2 separate regions of the Mus musculus genome follow, and region 1 is linked to region 2. The links are chromatin contacts, called in public HiChIP or PLAC-seq maps. All regions are on one chromosome and are shown on one strand. The core of a region is the stretch at or near the end of the contact, and the rest is flanking DNA. Distances in the headings are between cores, read along the strand shown.

What was found. HiChIP or PLAC-seq counts read pairs in DNA pulled down with a chosen protein or histone mark.
Region 1: an H3K27ac HiChIP or PLAC-seq map of SST interneurons shows a contact between it and region 2, with 4 times the contacts expected there. The contact joins two enhancer-like sites. A contact is called at or near these places in 2 of 484 Hi-C or Micro-C datasets (cerebral cortex and cortical neurons) and 1 of 115 datasets of contacts at active chromatin or transcription factors (SST interneurons).

What each region holds. Positions count from the first base shown.
Region 1 is chr11:43,089,260-43,093,590 of GRCm38.p6, forward strand. It overlaps a transcript of Atp10b not described here. Among named protein-coding and RNA genes, the nearest start is that of Atp10b, 58 kb to the right of the region's middle. Within about 2 kb of position 3,057, at least 20 of the 459 cell types and tissues checked have an H3K27ac peak or open chromatin away from gene starts, as enhancers often do. A contact at or near this core is called in SST interneurons, where this site is marked.
Region 2 is chr11:42,526,511-42,530,377 of GRCm38.p6, forward strand. Gabrb2 (gamma-aminobutyric acid (GABA) A receptor, subunit beta 2) reads left to right here. Exons shown (of 9, transcript NM_001362647.2): 5 at 2,902-2,984. Among named protein-coding and RNA genes, the nearest start is that of Gm34591, 110 kb to the left of the region's middle. Within about 2 kb of position 2,246, at least 8 of the 459 cell types and tissues checked have an H3K27ac peak or open chromatin away from gene starts, as enhancers often do. A contact at or near this core is called in SST interneurons, where this site is marked.

The DNA.
Region 1 (4,331 bases), core at 1,807-4,306, 560 kb after region 2:
TACAAGAAGTGTCTACCCAGAAACTGCTTATTTCAAGCACACCCTCCTTCCTGATACCAAAGCTGCTCATCATATGCATTTAGAATGAGCTAGTTATAATATGGAGTTATTACATTATGGCTTATGAGTGGCAGGGTATCCAGACTGTTCAGTTTACCCAGAGTAAGGAGACTAGCTCATGCTCTTGCAATTCAGAACTTGGGAGCCCTACTCGATGTACGATATTCCCTTGGATTAACAGACATTAAGCACTATGATCTCTTGACAACCACTGTGCTGTGTAACTTCCTGCTAGTGAGAACAAGTGTCTAAGATGATCAGCCTTAGTGGAAGGCAGGTTGACTTGGGCTCATGGTTTCAAGGGGATTTGAGCCATGTTCACTGGGTCCTGTTGATGTGGAGCCTATGGTGAAATTGTACATCATTATGGGATTATATGATAAAGGGAACTGCTCACTTCATAACAGGAAGGAAGGAAGGAAGGAAGGAAGGAAGGAAGGAAGGGCAGGCTGCTATCTCAATACCTTCTTCAAAGAGATAGCTTAAGTGATCAAACCTTCTTTCACCTGGTCTCATTCCCTAAATGTTCTATCACTTCACAATAATGCTGTGTAGGGTTGCAATCAAGGCTTGAATACATGGTCCTATAAGACGACCCTTAAGGTCATAAGTATAGCATTTGAAAACACCAGATTTAGAAAGATCTTGGATGCATGCTCATGCCTTGCTAGGTTCTGTAAATCATGTTGGGAAACAGCACTCATAAAAGGTAAACTTTATACCTTCACTGAGGAAAATGATGACAAATGCATCATTCATGATGGACACAACTGTTTTCCTAGATTTGAGCTCAGAATAAGTTATTGTGCTAAGTTGTACTCTCTCTCTTCATGACACTGTTAAAGGACTGAAGTGTTATTCAGAAAGTGAACTATCACTCCAAGAGTGGCTTTGAAGAAATTACAATACAGATGGATCTACCAGACAGATAGCTGGCCAAAACTGGCCTTATTATGCAGGGTACATAATAGTTAATATTACCTATGCCTAGAATTCTATTCAAAGCTAGATAACAAGGCACATTCAAGAGAAAATAATTAGGCCTTAAAAGAACCCTGAAAGGCAAGCGTTAGAGATTCTTGAGTTGTAATTTTTATGATTCAAAAGGAATTCTAATGATTGTATAATAATTTACTATGGATCAAGCTGCTGCTTTTTGATGGCTGTTGTAGACTTGAAAGTTTTGTACCCGAAGAGTACCAAACCCAGCTTAAAATCTTTAGAATTCCCACAAGAAAATTGTGCATAATAGCTAACAGGAAAAATAGGTGGAAAAGGCTACATTACTGATAGCTGTGAGAATTCCTTAAAGCTCTGATAAAAGCAAATTGGTTAGATTGAATCACAAGATTTTCTGAAATCTAAATTAGTATGCTTACATGTACGCTCACATATACATGTGTGTTCCCACCCCCATGTCTGCCTACCTGACTATCCCTGAAATGCTAAGTGAAGACAGCAAGTCTACCAATGCCTGTTTCCAGTAGTGCCAGCTCCATCCTGTCATGTTTAGGAAACCACAGTTATCCAACAGTCAGCCTGAACACCCACAAAGAACTCAAAGGCAACGAGTGCTTCTCTATCTATCAAGCATCAGTGAGAGGATGGCTTTGGGGGGGGTGATCTTCATTAATAAGTATGGACTGGGTTGAGCCAATTATTTTGTCTGAGGAACAACACGGAGGTCATCTGAGCCTACTTGTCGGAAGGCAGCATCTCAGCATATCTTTTATTTGCATAGAATGTTCCTATGCCCCACCCTTGACTCAAACATCTTTATTTGTCTATCTAACTACGTATCTTTGAAAGCTTGTTTGAGTTTTCAGAGTCTCTTTCCTGACCAAGCCACTGTGAAACCCTGAGCCAGATAAGACAACAGTAAAGTGAAACATTTGCTCCCTAGCAACTATCGTCTACCATGGAAGTTAAGCAGGTGTTCAAAAGCTGCAGATTTGTTTATTCTGGGGAGAGGGGCATGTGCCATGGCTCCCGCATGGTGATCACAAGACGATCTCATGGAGTTAGTTTTTTCCTTCCACCACGTGGATCCTGAGGACTGGGGTCATTAGGCTTGGCTCTGATTGGCTGAGCCATCTTGCTGACCTTCACAGGTTTCATTGATATCAGCTTTCTCTACATAGAAAAAGCTGTTCTCTGTATTATCTATGAATCACCTTGCTAATAGAAACTTCAGCAGAAAATCCTATCTAAAAGATCATTTGATTAGTGTCTCAGAAATATGACCAAGGAGCTAAACTTCTGGCATCTTCAATTTTCTGTGAAGTGGGATTATTGCAAAGGTTTGAAGGCATATGCTCTTTAAAGAACCGAGTACCATAAAAAAATACTAATGCAGGTGATAGGATGTGAAGCAAGGCATACAATAGTTCAACCTGAATCGGTTTACTTTGTGACACTCTGTGCCTAGGTTTCCTCATCCTAATAATGGAGTCAGAAAGAACACTATTTCTACAGGTTGTTATGTGAGTTAACACATGCAGAACATTAATACCAGTTGCTGGCAAAAAAATGGAAATTCAATAAATCTTAGCTGTTATCATTATTATTATTACCAGTATAATATACACCATGCAATAGATATTGAATAAATGGTAAGCAATTTTTAAATTAAACTTCATTGGTATTCAAAGTCACTTCTCTCCCATATAGCTGCCCCATTGAATTCTGGTAAGGAGCTCCAAACAATCTTCAGATCACTGTGGGGATGACACCTTCCCCTGCCAGTTAGTGTGTGTTGTGCAGCAAAGTAAATAGAATAATAACCAATCTGATATTTTAATTATCACGCATGTCAGCGATGCTGCTTTATAAATCAAAGCTAATTGATTCCGAGCACTTGCTATTTCTTCAGCCCTCCTACCGGCTCGGGAGCAAGCCTGCTATTTTCTGTGTAAACACTGAGGGTGGTTCCAGAATGGTATTCAAAATCAGTGGAGTGCTTTTTACACGTGGGCAAACTCAAAGCCAGGAATTAGGAGTTAGCATACTCAGTTCCACCCACCCATGGTATATATCCAGAAGAGAGCATGATGCTCCTCTCGGTGATGTTTGAACAGCTTCACTTAGACTGAACCTCCAGAAAATGGTCCAAACTTTTGAATCAATTTTTTCTCCATATTCCCATGGAGCACTCGGTAATTTAAGTGGCTGTTACATAAACCTGTATGTTTGTCTGGATGCTTGATTTTCAAGCTTATGTTTGTTCACAGTAGATCTTGCATAGAAATGCAATTTATACAGCAAACCATGGGTGCTGAGAGATACAGGTTGAAAAAAAAATGCAACCGAGCTAGCTAGCAACCACGCAGTCCCCCTTACCATGAGCATGCTGGATCTGATCCCAAAGTATATGCTATGGAGAGCTGCCAGCTGTCTTCCTATCCCAAATCCACAGCCTCTGCTTTACAGAAGTGCGATCACTCAGTTTGCCCAAGAAGCTTCTCTATCAATGCATTTGCACATGTCAGGGAAAATTCAAATCCCCTTGACGTCGCAGGTTCTGCTTTTAAGCAGTTCAACCATCTGATTTTAAGCTTTTAAGCTTTTACATGTTCCAAACTACAAAACTCGAGGTTCTGGAGTATGGCTCAGTGATGAACACATAGTCACATGCTCAAGGCCTTGGACATGCTTCCCAGAACACACACACACACACACACACACACACACACACCTGAGTTTTACATTTTCAAAAATTCGTTTGCTCTCTGCTTTACATATGATGTGCCCCAATAAACTCATGTATGATGCAGCCCCAAACGCATGCAATCCACCTAAGCTACTGAAAATCACAGTGGAGCAGCCCAGCCCACTCTACAGAGCATCTGTTGTTCTCTCTAGTAGTCACGTGAATAACCCGGAGCTGTAGCTTCCTGCTGCTGCCCAGCATCATGAGAGAGCAGAGTACTAACACCACTAGTTTAGGAAAAGATCACAATTCAAATTGCACTTTTTAATGAATGAGTATTGCTTTCACACTATCTTAAAGTCAAAAATGGTTCTTCATCCACGGTAAAGGAAAGGCTGCCTATTAACAAGTCCTCCCCTACCTATCCTTCCAGTACTTTAGTCATTTGAATAATTTGGGGGACAGGGGAGGAGAGCATCACATTGAGAAAGAGATTGAGATGGAAGATTTGAAGATTTTTTTTTTTAATTTGGAAAAAAAATGAAAGAAACTTTGGAATTAAAGAGCCCCTATGGGCTTAGGATAAGGTTTGTTCTACAAGCTCTTTGCTCATGGGTCTAGC
Region 2 (3,867 bases), core at 996-3,495:
TATATTCATAGTTATGGTTCAGCCTTACTGATAATGGACGCATGTGTGGGAATTTGCATTTCATTTGGGCAAGCAGGTACTTTTTACTTTTCAGTGAAACGTGGTGAAATGAGTTGATTTGATATCTGCTCATTGCAGACTAATACAAAAGTTGAAGAGCACTTTTTAAGTTGCACATCCCTTCCATTTTTCATCCTACAGCCAAGTCATTTGGCAAGTATTTCCAGTAGGCATAGAATGCCAGTATATTATCAGAGGCATGACTAGTTCTTGTAGACATGATCAAGATTTAGTCCCAGAGTTTTGAATTTACTCCAATAGAAGATCCAAACTACAAACATTAAATATTAAATATCCATAGGATCTACTACCTGAGTTATAATGTTAAAAAAGGAGTAAAATAAATAATAAATAGTATGAATATTAGAAGAAAAAAATACTTTTGTTGTTGTCGTCATTGCTGTTACTGTTGTTGTTGTTTACACAATGGCTTGTGTACCCCAATCTGGCTTCAAACTTACTACATTTGATCTTAAACTTCTGGTTTTTCAGCTACAGTCCTGTTCTGGAAATAGAACCCAGGGCTGTATATATGCTAGGTGAGCATTCTATTGACAGAGTTACAGTGTCAGTCATCCTTCCTTTCACTTTATTCTGAAAACATGAAGAAAACACATTCCTTCTGTAATAGCATCAGGGGACTTGTTTATCTTAGTGTATACAGAATAGTTCACGGTTATTAATTGGTATGAATATGTATTAGCAGAGGTGTGAACTACAAGCTGTAGTATTAATTACAAACTTCACCTCAATTACACAGCTGGCTTTCTGTACCAGTTTCTCTTATTTTTTGAAATTGTAATTACGTCCCTGAAACAGTCTTGTCTTTTGTGTTGGTTTACCAGACTCAGTAAGTTATTTGCCCTAGTTTCTAGGGAGAGGAATCCACGTAACGACTTTCCAGAACAGCACTGGCTTATGGCTCATCTACCATTTCCTAAATTTCATTTCCTCTTGTAAACTGTAGGTTAGAGGAAATTCAGAGTGTATCAATCTATAATGCCATACAAAATTTTAAGAGGAAACAGTAGGCCAAGAAGAAACCCATCCAAGTACCATGTTACAAGAATATTAAATGTGAATATTCATTTTAATGTAATTTGTAGAATTTAAATGCAACATAAATCTCATTGAAAGCTGAAACAGTCAAATTGATAAAAATAACCTTAAAATAATTTTCTTCATGTAATTTAAATTGATTAAATTCCATTTCTTGTTCAACCTACAAAAGGGACATCTCTAACCTAAGACACAGTGCCATTTTCAGTCAAAACAGACTTAAAGCAATAAAATACTCTTCCAAATACAAAGTCTTATAATGAGCAAATCTAACTGCTTGCCTCATTATAAATTAATGTTTTTTCTCGTTCAACCGATATTTATTGAATGCCTTTGCCCTGAATTGAACAGTCTATGCTCATAAGCAGCTTAAATTTTATTGAAAGAAAAAGACTCTTCTGAGAAAACAATTAACAAGCTAATTCCAGATTGTGGTAATTGCTTGAAGGCAGTGAACAGAAAGCCAAGATGGAGCCTAAGTTAAGACAGTCACTCTGGATAGGCTGTTCTGTAGGAGCTTCTCTGAGAGGGAAGGATTTGAGTGATGGAAGGGAGGGGAACAAGGGGGGAGGTGTGTTATAGACATAGAGAACAAAGGTGGGGGTGGAAAGGCATTGTGAGAAAACAATAGGAGAGGCTAGTGGGAAAGGAGAAGAGAAACAAAACATGTGAGAAAGAGTCAGCCAAAGTCAGTTTGGATTCTCTTAGAATAGCCACTATATTTTTCACAGATGAGATGTACTCTGTGTTTTGTGTGGAGGATGGAATCAGGGACACAGATGGAAAGGACTGAGGTCCAGCTTCTGCACTGTCTTGTAGGGGAACCAATGGGGACAGACTTATAGGAGAAAGTGGGATAGTAGAGAATTGAGGCAGAGCGACCTGCAGGACTCACGAAACAAGGAAGAAATCAATAAGAAACCTGCTCTGGGAAGCATTTTTGTACTACAGAAAAGAAAACTAAATTAAGAAACATCATTATGAATAAGCAATAACATATTCCCAGTCTACACCTCCAGTTTTTCAGATTCACCCAAGTATATTCCTGGAATGAGGCTCCGTGGCTTCTTGGTTTAGTTCCATATGATATAGGTGCAGTTTGGAAAGTACAGTCTAGGCTATTTCCTCCAGAGTAGAGCTCTGTCTCATTTTTCAGTTTCTAGCTGAGCTCTGAGCTCCTACAGTTGAGCAAAAGTAGGTTGTCAAATCCAAAAATATGAACTTCCATTCTTTCTTCTCTTTCTAAGTAGCCAAGAGTACATCAGATTATTTAGGACAAAATGATTAGGCATAGATAGAAGGCTCATGTGGGCTGTATATTAGTGAAGATGCTTACAAAGTACAGTATGGTTTTAAGCATAAAAAATTATGGATCCAAAGTAATCTTGGTAGAAGATTAGACTTTAACATTTTGCAAAATGATGGAGTAAAGCAAATGTGAGAGTCATTAGAATATTTTGTCACCATCTCCAGTCACCTGAGATACAACTAGAATGCCCCAAAGGCACTCTGGAGACTTCAATGAATTGCATTTGAAACACATTTAGGTAATTTTGGTTGAAGTTGTTAGTGACCCATTGAATACTTACATAATCAAATCTCTTTAGGAGCCAGAAGAAGAAGTGTGAAGGAAAATACTTTCCAAAAGAAGATCATTCCCTTGTATGGATGCTAAGGCTAGGATTAAGTCTCTAAGAGGGTTATTTTTTGTTTGTTGTTTTTTTTTTCTCTTCTGCACTTGGCATTAAGCACTAACAACTCATATTGCCAATTCTCTTCTAGAATCACAACTACGGCTGCCTGCATGATGGACCTAAGGCGGTATCCACTGGATGAACAAAACTGTACATTGGAGATTGAAAGCTGTAAGTGTCGGCAGATCCAGCCTGGCTGGACTTCATGTTTGAGGCTCACCTTAGGCATGCTAAGCAGGATCATACTTCAATCAACCAATCAATGATCTTGACAAAGTTGCTAGAGTAGTATTTGAAATTTGGTCCAGGCAAACATTGACACATTCTCTCCACCTTAATGCTGTCACTTTCTTACATCTATCTCGAAATCCTTGAGAACATGTTTAGGGAAAAGTGTGATTTGTCAACAAAAACAGTACTAATACCCTGGAAGGAAATCACAGACTGTTCAGGCATTTGATTTGGTACGAAATTGGTGCAAAGGTTAACACAAGCCTTAGAAAGAATGTGAAGGTGACAGCATGTGATAAAATGGCCCAGTTGTCCTTGACACTCATGAATACTATCCCTTATAGTTGATAAGTGAATGTGGAATGTGGCCATGAAGACTGACTGCATTAGGAACGTCAGACTATTGCTTCTCAGCCTTTTGGCTAAGATCATGTGTAAGAAGGTCGGACTGTGGAGTTTGTTTGCTTGTTTTTGCTTTGAAGCAGGATTGTCAGAATTGGAAACTTAGCTTCTGGCAGAAGGCCAAAGGCCATACAGGAAGCAAGACGTGTGTGTGTGTGTGTGTGTGTGAAAGAGAGAGTGAGACTATGAAAGAAAGAGAGTGAGCAAGCATGCCTTTAGGTGTGAATGTTGATTCTATATATGATGCTGGCCTGTTTTGTAATGTGTTTGCTTTTTTAGCACAATGGATTTCATGATCGTGAGTTAGTCATCTGCCATGCTGGGGGGAGGGGCTAAAATGTTGATTCTGTAATCTTTCTGCATCCTAGACATCTGCATTTAAGGGTAAGGAGAAGCTTGAGTCTGCTTTTTCCACCCATGC